Linked DNA regions of Mus musculus: regions 1 and 2 are each linked to region 3. The links are chromatin contacts, called in public Hi-C and promoter capture Hi-C maps. All regions are on one chromosome and are shown on one strand. Each heading gives the region's core, a stretch centred on a gene start, on an enhancer-like site or on the middle of the called end of the contact. The rest is flanking DNA. Distances are from core to core; before and after follow the strand shown. Region 1 holds the start of Golt1b (golgi transport 1B). Region 2 holds the start of Pyroxd1 (pyridine nucleotide-disulphide oxidoreductase domain 1). Region 3 holds the start of Strap (serine/threonine kinase receptor associated protein).

Region 1 (4,299 bases), core at 260-2,759, 4.7 Mb after region 3:
CGGGAGCTTACTCCATTTCTCTATAAAATTTGCTCACTTGCAGAGGGGGGGTGAGGTACACACTAGTACTCTTTTGGCTTAAAAGAATCTGGGACAGTTACAAGTGGAAGGAAACATGACTTATATTAAAATTTAAAGATTAAAACTTGGCCTGAACATTTAACTCCCCAAACTGTTATGTTTGCTCAATGACAATCTGTTACCATTACATAAAAACAAAATTAGAAAGCATGTTATATTTTGCTTAATTTTGTATTTTTAGTAATTATTTGGGTAGACGTGTAACCTGCCCAAAATTCCCTTGGAAGAACTTAGGTTTTCTGCCTATTTAAGTTTCAACAGTTTGCTAATTTTAAAGTCATTCGTACTCAGAACACAGGCTTTTTTTTGGGGTGGTGTTTTAGTTTTCTGTGTTAGGGGCCAAGGACCTCATTGTGTTCATGAACTGTTGTGAACAACTTTTTTGCTCAATCAATGACAATCTGTCACCATTACATAAAAGCAAAAAACAAACGTTTGAAAGTGTGTTATATATTGCTTAATTTTATATTTGCTAAACCTAAGAGTGCTCTCCAAAGACAGATTCTGCACCCGCCTATTCTCACTTGAACTGTTTCCTTTATCGAATTTGTACCCTTCCTGTGCATGGCTGTTAAGACAGATAAGCCCTGATTAAAGAGTAAGGACAAAACTAACGGACATTTAAGGATGGGTTTAAATCAAGACTCCTCCTTCCTCACGTATGAGAACATCTCCTTATCACTTCCTAGACTGATACTATTCTGCCCATGGACTCTAAGGTCCTGTATCATGGCAGAGCCTGAATCTCTTCACTTTTGTAAACAGCCTAGAAAAAAAAAAATGCCTTTTCCGGAACCTAAAAACAGGCGCTTTCTCTTCGCTTAGGAGAGATTCGGTCTAAGTTCATTTCCTGCCACTACTTCAAATATATATATATTTTTGGACTTTGCTGCCAATAACCTACCCCTTGCCTAAATTAGGCAACTTCACAGCAAAACATAGCGTAGCACGAAATATATCCAAGAACTAAGTTACAAAGAGGTCTGTCAGTCAAAAAACGTGAACCAGGTCCACTGTCATCAGTGCGGAAGGAAAACGCACGCTAACCCTGAGCGCATCCCTCCACCCCGCCGGCTCCACAGACGAGGCAGAAGCGCAAGCTGCGGCGACCAGGGCTCCTGAAAGCGATGGCAGAGACGACGCCCAGCTCCTATCCGCCCAGCAGACAGCCGCGGACCCACGCGCCGGAACCGGCACCACCACGAACCTGTCAGCCGCTCCGCGCGTAAAAACCTTCCCGCCGCCCGGCATGCAGCGCCCACCCTTCCGGATCAGCCCCCTCCACCAATCACAAGCCATTGCCTTCTCTGATTGGCTGCGTGGTGCGGCGTCCGGGTGCACATCCGAACAAGAGCGCGTGCTATTGGTCTCGCTGCAGCCAATGGAGCGCGGCCTTGCGGCCCGGCGGCGGCGGCTGCGTGTTTCCGGAAGACGTGGCGGCTCGGGCCCGGGCGGCGTCGCCGAGGCTCTTCTCCGGACCAGGCTTCGCAGCGTGGGCCCCGAAGCACCGCGGTCCTCGCCGCCGCCACCATGATCTCCCTCACGGATACGCAGAGTAAGCGCTGCCGGGCCCCAGCGTTGGCCGGTGCTCCCGCCTCAGCCTCTGCTCCGCCCCGCAATGAATGGAGCGAGCGCGCGTGGGGCGGCGGCCCGCGGGAGGGAGGGGGCCGTGACGGGAGGACCGCCGACCTGCCTCGGCCCAAGTGCCGCCGCCGCCTTCGCCCCGGTGGCACCCGTGCTCTGTCCCACGGAACAGCCGTCGGACCAAGTTTCCGGGGTGGCGGGAATGGGACTGTCCGCCCGCGCGGAGCGCCTGCAAGGCTGGGGTGGGCTGGGGGCGTAGAGAGCCGTGATCAGACTCCACTGTTACCTACCTACCCAAAATTCCCTTAACAAGGACTTCGGTTTTCCGCTCGTTTAAGTTTCAACCAAGTTTACTAATGTTAAAAAGTCACTTTGTGCTCTGAGCATTGACTTCGATGGTTTAGATTTCTGGGTTAGGAGCCAGGATCACACTGTAGGTTAACGAGGCTGGCCTTGCGCTCATTGTGTCAGTGCTAGCCTTCCCACTTGTAATCCTGCCCCGGTCTCTAAAGTTATGAGATTACAAGCATGAAGGACTCTGCCTGTCTGTACTGGGAAAGGATTTCTTTATTAGTGTTGTATTCTGTACTTCGTGGCGTGTTCTATTTTAGCATCCTGTTTCTGCCTATCTCATCATTCTGACCAGCTTTGCAGTCTTCAGTCTTGCCTTTTTTTTTTTTTTTGTAGCCCCAGAGATTAGAGCATCTCAGCCAAATGTTTCTGCAGACTAGCAGAGCGTTATCCCTATCTCCATCGTTTTCTCTGTGACTTCATTTTTCTATGTTTTCTTATCAATCTTAATTATTTTTCTATTTATAAATTCTACCCAAGCTGGTTACTTTTTAAAGATATCTTTATGGGTATGACCTCTTTTTGCCTCACTTTTGCTCATTACCATGAACTTTGTTTCTTCAAACTATATTCACCTTAGCTTTTCAAGATTCTAACATCCCACTGAAGTGAAACAAAAACCTTCCTTGAAGTTATTCTCAAGTGGAGTTTGAAGATTTAGATTCAAGTTGTGGCACACTGGAGTGTCACAGGTGCTTTATGAGTCCCTCCACACCCTGGCAGTCCCCTCTGTCTTACTGTGGACTGCACAGCTACCTTCTCTAGCCCAGGGGTGTTGTCTATTGGTCCAGTCAGGCTCCTTTGGTTCTAGTCAGAAATAAAAGTGTCCCTTTTTTCCCTACTGTCACTAAGTCTTGTGAACCTGTTTCAGTTTAGTGCAACATGTAGTTATATAGACAAGAGTGATCTTAATTGCTTGTTTAAATGAGTTTTTTTAACATGCATGTGGGGACCAGAGTCACAGGATCCTCCTGGAGCTATAGTTACAGACGGTTTTTAGCTGCCTGGTGTGGGTGCTGGAAACCAACTTGGATCCAGAAGAGCAGCTTTTCTTACTTACACGTTTAATTCTTACACAAGCATGGGAAGGCATGGACCATTTATGAATTGGGACGTGTAAGACATTGAGTTACACACAAAGGCAGAAACAGCCATGGTCCTGGGATTTCTGGTTCACAAGCCTTTGCTCTTGTTACTGTAGTACTAGCTAGCTTCTGAGGAGACTTGATGTCAACATTCACATCTTGGGATGGTACAAGTCTGTGGTGTATAAATTACCCTGTGCACAGGGCAGAGAATGTCACTCTCCAACAAAAGTAACACAGTGAGGGATTGAATTCTGGGCAGAAGAAGCTGTTCTCCCCTTGTTTTACCACATTTCTTGGGATGGTGAAATTCTGTGATGTTCACTTGTTGATTTCTGAGGTGAGATGGTGAGTTATAGCCAGTGGTTAGGGAACCAGAGCTGGTCAAATTCAGATTAGATCTGTGTCTGTGTTGACTTCGAGGTTGAACCACTAGCAGCCCAGAAAGGTGCCAGCATGAGTCATGGCTTTCAGATGTTGTGAGGAGGTTGATCAAGCTCTGAGCAGTCGGGTAGATGCCAGTTCATGATGTGCTGAAGATTCTGTAGTATGCCCTCCCCCATACCAGCAAAGCCCAAAGAAATGCCAAGACTTACTCAAGGAGATGAAATGGGGGCAGCTTCCAGCTTACATCTGGATTGTCACATTAAGCAAAATGCTGCTGTGGTATTTGTTTTACTTAGTTGGACTCTTCTGTTTCCTAAAGGGTGTGATGAGGAAGGCGGGGCTGCTCTTGCTCTGTGAAGGTGTCCCCATCACTAAATGTCAGCTGTGATTGACAATGGGCTAAACTGGTCTTTATAAAATTTCTTCAGTATGTCTTTTCTTTATGTTAGCTAATATCTCAGATTGCTTTTATCAAGCTTTTTTTTTTTTATGGGCAGAAAAATATAAAGATAGATTATGTTTTCCCAAGTATGATACAGGCAGGAAGATCACTGCAGCATGTAGGCCTTTTGATTTCAGAAAACTTGCAGCTGGATAAGGATAGGGACAACGGAAAAGGTGGAGGTGAGAAAGGGGTGTGATAAGGGTTTGACCCATTTCATGGAGGATTCCTGGCAGCATTGGACTGGTGCCAGTGTGGTAAAAGAGTCTACAGGCAGCTGTCTGTCCCCTTCTGACCTGTATGTACTTCGTGAATCATGGCTCTAGTAGGATTGTAGAGTGAGAAGACTGGGTCTGTAGTCTCCCTGCT
Region 2 (4,552 bases), core at 1,425-3,924, 4.6 Mb after region 3:
GGAACACCAACTAAGAAAATGCCCTACAGGCTTAGCTACAGCCCAATCTTAGGAAGGCATTGCCTTCTCTTTTTTTTTCTGTCCATAATTTATTTTTTGATTCACCTTACATCCCAGTTACAGCCCCTTCCCTCCTCTCTTCCCAGTGCTGCCCTTACAAGTCTCCCCACCCCAGTTACCCAACCACCTTCTCCTTAGGGAGGGGTACGCTTCCCCTGGGTACCACTAAGCACCTCCTCTCCCACTGAGGCCCATTCAGGCAGTCCAGGTAGGGGAAGGGGATCCAATGCAAGGCAATGGAATCAGAGACAGCCTATGCACACATATACATCTATATTCTTGGATGCATTTTTATGTTAAAATTTACCAACCCAATATTGGTCGCCTATATCATACTTTCTATTTTGTTTTTTATAGATTTATAGATTTTATTAATTTTTGGTTAGCATAAAAATAATACAAAAAATGGTATATTATTACATGTTATTATATGTTTTGTTCTCATTTATTCCTCTCAACACATATTTTTCTAACTAAAATACTTTTATTTTTTAATATTTATTCATTTTTAGGGGTATGTATTAAACAACTGAGCATGTGTACTTCTTAAGAAAACTAACAAAGATCTGGAGAGATAGCTCAGTAGGTTTGGAACACTAGCTGTTCTTCCAGAGCATCCAGAACCCACATGGCAGCTCAGAATCATCTCCAATTTCAGGCAAGCAAATGCCCTCTTCTGGCCTCTGCTGGTACTGCATGCACATGATATTAATAATTTTATATATATGCAAAACATCCATACACATAAGATAATACAAATTGAGGGATTTTCTTTAGCAGCATACCAATATACTTTTTTTTTTGGTTTTTCGAAACGATTTCTCTGTGTAGCCCTGGCTGTCCTGGAAGACCTGTCTGTAGACCAGCCTGGCCTTGAACTCAGAAATCTGCCTGCCTCTTTATCCCAAGTGCTAGGATTAAAGGCGTGTGCCACCACTGCCCAGCTACAAGTATGCTTTTATTTTTACAAAGACTGTTTTTATATTTTGCATATGAGTGTTTTGCCTGAATGCATGCCTGTGTGTCATGTGTGTGCGGTGCCTATGAAGATCATATATATATATAAATATATATATATATATATATATATATATATATATTTAAGATACTAGGTAGGTGATAGATAGATGATATATATGTGTCATTTAAATATGTCATATATTTAAAATACTTTTTTGCTGTTTCGCTTTAAAGTCCAAAAGGCCTACTTATTCTTTTTATTCTTGACCATCCCTTCACTGTTTTGTTATTGTTTTTTTTTTATGTTCTAAAGTAAAACAGCAAATGGTGAATGGATACAGTTTGAATATTAGTTAATATTTCTATTTATGTTGATGAGTAACATGTCCAACAGAAGTTCTAACTATGATAAACAAATGAATCAGGTGTGTTTACATGTGGGTATTACAAATAGAACTATTTTACTGAGATCACCAACCACTGAAGTCACCAGAAATAGTAGCTGGGGTCGTGTCAAGGAGCTTACGACTTTGGTGTAGTTGGGATGAAGTAAAGCAGGGTAGGTTTAAACTCATAAGATGTTTTTGGGCTACATAGAGGCAACTCCTTTCTCCATTTTACAGTTATTAAAGTTATTGATGAGGAGCGGCAGCTTATTGAGGGAAAGGAGTTGCAAAAAGCTGACGTTGTGTGTGCTAAGAAAAGAAAGAAAGCAGCGGTGTCATTCAAAGCTGAGGAGCAAATGGTCTCCTGTAAAACGATGAAGCAGTGTATATCTATAATGAGATATAGAGTCCCTGTTACCCAGATTGGCCATCCTCAGAGTTTAAAGAATTAAAGAGGCATCAATAAATACCAGTGTTAGACAGAGACGATTAAAAAAGGCCTTAATATTAAAATCAAACCGCCAAGCGAGACAATCCACAAGGGCACAAAGATTAACAGCAAGGTAAGAGAGGATACTGCAGAGGAAAGAGGTGAAAACAACTCAGCCATTTCTGAACGCCATTCCTCAGGCAAATGAACACTAGGAAACTATAACTGTTAAGAAATGCTATGTTTTTGCACCTGTACATTTTTACTGAGCTCAGAATTGGAAGTTAGAGGCTAACTTCTTCAACTATTCAACAGTATTTGATTGTCATAAAGATGTCATAAAGAATGAGTTTTCAAAGGCCGGGCATGGTGGCGCACGCCTTTAATCCCAGGACTCGGGAGGCAGAGGCAGGCGGATTTCTGAGTTCGAGGCCAGCCTGGTCTACAAAGTGAGTTCCAGGACAGCCAGGGCTATACAGAGAAACCCTGTCTCGCAAAAAACAAAAACAAAAACAAAAAGAATGAGTTTTCACAATATCCCATTGCTATGTGAAGGGCAGCAATCGAGACTATTCCAGAGGATTCGAGTTCTTCCCCTACAGAATAAGAAGAGGCTCGCATGAAAGTCCCCTAAGGCAGGGGCAACCAGAGTTCAAGATGTGGGCGTGGTAACAGCCGGAAAGTCTGCCTCCAGATTTTCAAACGCAAAACACGTGGGAAATACTCATACGGACTAAGTGTGAGCTTCCGGGCACCCGTAGTCCAATGTCAATGGCCCGAGCGCCGGAAGTGATTTGTGGGCAGCGTCTCTTCCGGGTAGAAAATAGCTGGAACTTTCACCAGTGTTCAGTCTGCCGCCAGCCCCCGGGGAACTATGGAGGCCCCGCGACCGGCAGGGACATTCGTGGTGGTAGGAGGTGGCATCGCTGGCGTCACGTGTGCCGAGCAGGTTCGTGGGCGCGTGCTCCGCCCCTTCTGGACCCTGTTGTCGTGGTTACGGGAGATTGCGGCGGGCGGCACCGCTTCGCGGGTCGCTCTTCCGGCTTTTCCCCACGCCCACTCGGCGGCGCCGCTGGTGGGGAGGCTGCGCAGAGCCCCGTTGTAGCGTTTGGGGCCAGGAGTAGACAGTGCCTAATTAGCTAGGAATCCAAAATCGAACCAGACTCCGGGTGGAATAGTGTGCCAGTGGGCAGGAGACCTTGGCGTTTGGACAGAAAATTCTCCCACTTTTCAGATTTCCTTCACACATGAAATTTAGTTTCTTGATAAGTGCCACGACGTTAATAAATAATTTCAACGTTACCTTGAACTCCAAAGATAAAATTTCATGTCTAGCAGAAGTTTGGGGCAAAGGACTACAGATGAGGAAATTCTAATCATGATAAACAAATGAATCAGATGTGTTTACATGTGCGTATTACAGAAAAGAACTATTTTGTTGCGATCACCAACCGCTGAAGTCACCAGAAATAGTAGCAGGAAGTGTTTTTTGAGTTGTTAAACTTGGGTGGTGCAGCTCCTGTTTATCCATCAAAGAGTTCATATTCCAAGTCACGTCATCACTGTGTTACCTTAATCTTAGGAGTTACTGGTAGGAGTGAATTAAGGTAAGGGGTAATTAACTTCTCTTAATGTGTAAAGATTACCAAATAGAGAAGAAAAACATACTCCACAGTGTAGCCTTCATGGGAAGAAAGCATGACTTAAATTGCAAGCAGAGAAGCTGATAAGAGACAGAAGCAAGGAAGACTGCCAGAGTTCAGACCACATAGGTTGATACGACTTGCTGTGTTTAATGAAAGTCTGCAAATAGATGGTTTCGAGTTAGGGGTGAAAGCTTTGTAAATTTGATTAGCTACAGTGTGTGTGTTAAGGGCAAATGGTCGACAGCTGTGTGAAGCAGGAAGCTAACCTGTAGATAGTTCTCAGGAGTATTAAGTTTTGAGAACTTGATCCAACAAGAAATGTACAAGATAGATTACAGAATATGAAGAGGAAACAAAGGCAGAGAGTGGTCAGATATAGGACATTCAAATAGGTTGAGTCACAGGACTGTTGTATGGCCTGAGGGCGTGGGGTTGAGGGTGCTGAGCTTCGTGGGACATGAGCAGGGACATGGGACAGGCAGTGGAACAGAATCCAAGATGAGCAAACGACCACCCCCCTCCGGAGTGTAGGGAAAAGGTAGAAATCGTGAAACTGCTGCATGTTAAGTCTTTGTGTTTTGTTAAGCTAAGGTTCAAATGGCTCTGTCTTCCCTGAGTATGTACTAGTCAGAGAGGGAGTGTGAGGGCCATGGGAAGAGTGATGCTGAGATTCTGTCTCATATCGCAGCCTTGCTTTAATTTTATCCTCAGCGAAGGCAAGTAAAAACACTACTTTAAAATGAATGGAAGTAAGTAAGCAGTCTGTAATTGGCTGTATAGCTTTAAACTGGTATATGGAATAAGTCGGCCAAAGATACTGCTGTAGTGGTTTTAGGTCTTTGTTCTCCTTTATCGTGACTGTACTGTTCATCTTATCACTGTAAGGGTTTACCATCACCAGTGCTGTGGCACTGTGGCTAACACTCAGAATAACACGATTTTACATGTGAGACACTGACGGTTTATTACTTACAGTGCCATAGCACCATGACAGCATCATTTACTCAGTAATGCCTGATGTTCTCTCTCCTGTCCTTTCTCCTTAAAACTCAGCTGGCTGTCAGTTTCCC
Region 3 (4,040 bases), core at 1,004-3,503:
AAGAAGATCCCACCAGGGCTGGCCCCTGGCAGAATTTCAGTCTTCTCCAAGAGCATCCTCAATTATAGGCAGAATTCTAAAATAGCCCTTAAGAGTCCAGCCCCAAGCACAGATGCTCTGTACAGTCTGCCTGTACCTTTGAGTGTGGGTAGCCTGGGATGCCTATGGTGGCATAATCACTATTTGGATGAGGTAGCCTCATATGACCAGGGCCTGGGGAAGATATTCCTGTGGTTTGACATAAGCTCAATGTCACAGGTCACAAAGAGGCATTTCTGCTATCCACGAGTAGGAAGTACCGTGCCATGCTGTGAGCATGCACACACAGGCTTCATCTTTTTTTTTTAACTTTAGCAATCACAGTAAAAACGTGTGGAGGAGCTTATACTGCCATATAAGATGTGTGTGTGTGTGTGTGTGTGTGTGTGTGTGTGTGAGAGAGAGAGAGAGAGAGAGAGAGAGAGAGAGAGAGAGCTTACATTTCCCTGCTCTATTTCAAAGACTTATTAGGCCTTTTCATTTCTCCTGCTTCCCTGTACTCTCACCTGCAGACAGAACCTTCCGTTACAACAAACCCCCCAGGAGACACTAGAGTCACAGCCTTAGAGGTAATGGCTATGCTTAGCACCTTGATTTGATCTGCAATCATCAAAATACTACTCTATTCCGTAACCGTGAACAATGACTATATATCAAGAAAAAAAAATAAAAGCAGAATAAAATAGGGCTTTAAAGAAGCCCTAACAGATGACCAAATCCCAAAGGTATGATTAACAATGAGCATAATAAGATCCCAAATTAATAATCATGGTGTGTGAATAGTTTATCTATCATGAAGTAGGCATCCACCTTCATTTATTTTCAGATAGCCTATTTGTGGAATTTCTTTCACAGTGATCTACAGAGCATTTTTGCCACCCATAGATCTCTTCATGTAGAGAGGATTTGTGTCACTTCTACAGTGTCTATTATAATGCCAACATATGCTTGATATGCACTTTAAAAGTAGTGTGTGCATGTGTGGTAGGCAGAAGTCAGTCTTAGGAGCCCCAGGAGCCATTCACTGTTAGGTTCCAGGCTGATACAAGAGGCTTTCAGAAAGGGGAAAGGGGATACCAACTCTATGCCTTTGACCAGGGTCAGACATAGCAAAGTCTGGAACCAGGCCCCCCAGAGTTAAGATTTCAGTCTGTGAGAACGTGACTTTTCCTCCTAAAGAGACTGGAGTAGTCAGTCCCAGGCCAGTGTGTGCTTGGTCTGTGGCACACATGAAGTATTCTGTGTTCCTTTTGTGCAACACTGCTTGGTTAGCTTTCTGATGACTTCGTCCCACTGTATGATAGGTTTTTCTGTTCCATTTTCCCCATACAAACAGTATATAAGATGCTGTACATCTTAATAAATTAGCTTAGCATAAGACATAGTTTTAGGGAAAACCTCCTGACCCCAACTTTCCTGTCTTCTTTATTTCTGATCCGTTCGGTCCCTCCTCTCAGGAGCCTCTCAGTGAAGAATGGCTCACTGGTCCAGATGCATCTACACTCTTTTGTTTTTGAGATGTTTTTCACTCATACTTGGAACTCACTGATTGCTATGCTGGCTGGCAGGGATTGGTATCTTTTCAGTGCTGCATTCCAAGCATGTATCACACCATGTATAGCTTTTTTTTTTTTTTTGTCGGTACTGGGTATCACACTTCATGCTTACATGGCAAGAACTTTAGCCCAGTAGACTGGGGTCTCTCCCTCCCCAGCCGCAGTGATAGTTGCTAGAGCCACTGAAAGAGCCCTTATCAGTTAGGTTGTCACGGATCCTTGCTGAGCACTAAGTGAATATTTCCCACTTGCAAATAAGCATTTGCTGGCCATCCACTAAACGCCAGTCACTTATCTGTCACCAGGATATAAATGTTGTTAGCATAACCACTCTATTAGGGAAGTCATTACTGTTTGTGAGTTGTGACGGTGTATGCCGGGAGGGGGGTGGGAAGGAGAGCGACAGAATGGTTGCTACTGGGTAGGCAGTTAGATGTGAGATGATTATGGAAAAGTGTGTCTGTAGCTTAGCAATGAGAAGGTTACAACTCTACAACAGCATCCTACAAGGGACGGACTCGGCGGCTCCCAACACTGGGTAGCAACGGGACGCCGCGCGCTTGACGTCGTCAGAGCAGCATGGGTTCGGTCTCCGAGCTCGCGCCTGCGCACACTGCTTCTCGCGCTGCTGCTGGGAACTACCGCCTTCCCGCCAGTCGTCACTTCCGGCTGACGCGACGCGTCGGGCGACGTCACGTCCTGCCGCTACCGGTAGGGACCGTGAGTGGCGGCAGGCCGGCTCTCCGGCGCTCCCCTCCCCTCCTCCCTCCCTCCCTGTCCCTCCCTTGGCGGCCGCGAGTCGCGGGGACTCTGGAGCCGGCCTCCTTCGGCGTGAGTGCGGGGGCCTCAAGCAGCCTGAGGCGCCGCGGCAGAGAAGGAGGACGACCGCGACCCTCGGTCCCCGCTCCGCGTCACCGCGCTCGCCGCCGCCATGGCCATGAGGCAGACGCCGCTCACTTGCTCGGGCCACACGCGGCCCGTGGTGGATTTGGCCTTCAGCGGCATCACGCCTTACGGCTACTTTCTGATCAGCGCTTGCAAAGGTGAGCTGAGCCCGCGACGGCCGCGGCTCCCGAGTGCCGACGGGTGGGTGGGTCGTGGCTGCCAGCGACAGCCATCGCGCTGCTGGGACTAGAGGGTCGCCCCTGGCCGGGCTTTATGCGTCCCTCCTCCCCACCGTTGTTAGTGCTCCCCAACACCTCGCCTTTCTACCCACACAACTACATTGTGTTTGCCAAGGATTTACGGGAAGAAGAAATTAGGCCAGGCCGAGAGGAGTGCCCTTTATGTCCTCTCACTCATTGTTTCATCCTTTGTGGTGTGAGCCTCATTTTTTTTTTTCCCCGACGAAAGTGTACGTTAGGTTTATGTGGTCCAAAGTAAAAAGCGGCTATCTAGATCGTTTTGACACCGCATGTCACTGGCATCCAGCCCACGGTTTTTCAGAAGTTTTTATTTATGTGTGCCTGTGTTGTCTCTATGCATGCTTGTACCTGTGTGAAGGGGTGCCCCAAGAGGAAGGCATCAGATTGTCCAGAGCCGGAGTTAGAGGCTGTTGTCAGCCTCCGTGTGGGCGCTGGGAATCGGAATCAGGTCTTGTGGAAGAGCGTTTCCCAGGTCTTTATAGTTGCTTTGTAATCCGAGTTTGCAAAGGTGATGAGGGAGGCCTCTCATTCGGTCCCAAAATTGCTTATGCTTCCCAGGAAGAGTGGCTACAACTCCTTAGTCCCTAGGTCACTGAGACCATATGCACAGACCAGGATGGGGACACCCTCCCCCACGCCCCCACGGCTTAATGGGAGTAGGGGGGAGCAGTCAGAACAACGGTTTTCCAGTAGTTTGCTGCTCAGGATTTGGTATTACGTTGCATGCTTCTAAATCACAGATGTCTGAAAATATTTTCTAGATGGCAAGCCCATGCTCCGCCAGGGAGATACAGGAGACTGGATTGGAACATTTTTGGGTCATAAAGGTGCTGTTTGGGGTGCAACATTGAATAAGGATGCCACCAAAGCTGCGACAGCAGCTGCAGACTTCACAGCGTAAGTGTAACAAAAATGGCTAACTTCATTCTGTTTGAATTTTGTGGTGACATGGCCAGATTCTCCAACTTCACAGTTAGACATGAGGTTCTGACTCCGAGGATGCTATAGACAGTACATGGTGTTTGATCTCACCACGATTCTGTCCTGGCTCTCTGAGCATCCTTGTGACTTGAGATGTTTCAAGGACTGATGTCTCTCTCATCGAGACCAGGAACGTGGTGAGCTATACAGCTTGGACAATGGGTGCTGCTGATGTCCTTCACAGATAGTCTTGAACACTTAGTGAGTGCTATACAGTGATGTCTCCAGGCACCTTTTCACTCAGCTTTATTACTGGCTCTAGATAATCTAAAACCGGACCTCAAATTTACTTTCTGTTTTCTATGGTTTTAAAGATGGC

Evidence for each region. Promoter capture Hi-C pulls out the DNA fragments that hold promoters and counts their contacts. A called contact is a pair of places that touch in the nucleus more often than the background predicts.
Region 1: a contact with region 3 is called in a Hi-C map of B cells, with 8 read pairs. The contact joins the promoter of Golt1b here to the promoter of Strap in region 3. A contact is called at or near these places in 1 of 39 promoter capture datasets (pre-B cells) and 1 of 484 Hi-C or Micro-C datasets (B cells).
Region 2: a promoter capture Hi-C map of pre-B cells shows a contact between it and region 3. The contact joins the promoter of Pyroxd1 here to the promoter of Strap in region 3. A contact is called at or near these places in 1 of 39 promoter capture datasets (pre-B cells) and 1 of 484 Hi-C or Micro-C datasets (CD4 T cells).

Annotation. Positions count from the first base shown.
Region 1 is chr6:142,385,734-142,390,032 of GRCm38.p6, forward strand. It overlaps Golt1b (golgi transport 1B), which reads left to right and starts at 1,510. Exons shown (of 5, transcript NM_025872.4): 1 at 1,510-1,636. The coding sequence starts at 1,612. Recql (RecQ protein-like) reads right to left here and starts at 1,354. Exons shown (of 15, transcript NM_023042.3): 1 at 1,289-1,354.
Region 2 is chr6:142,343,023-142,347,574 of GRCm38.p6, forward strand. It overlaps Pyroxd1 (pyridine nucleotide-disulphide oxidoreductase domain 1), which reads left to right and starts at 2,675. Exons shown (of 12, transcript NM_183165.3): 1 at 2,675-2,785; 2 at 4,536-4,552. The coding sequence starts at 2,711.
Region 3 is chr6:137,732,829-137,736,868 of GRCm38.p6, forward strand. It overlaps Strap (serine/threonine kinase receptor associated protein), which reads left to right and starts at 2,254. Exons shown (of 10, transcript NM_011499.3): 1 at 2,254-2,638; 2 at 3,502-3,637. The coding sequence starts at 2,527.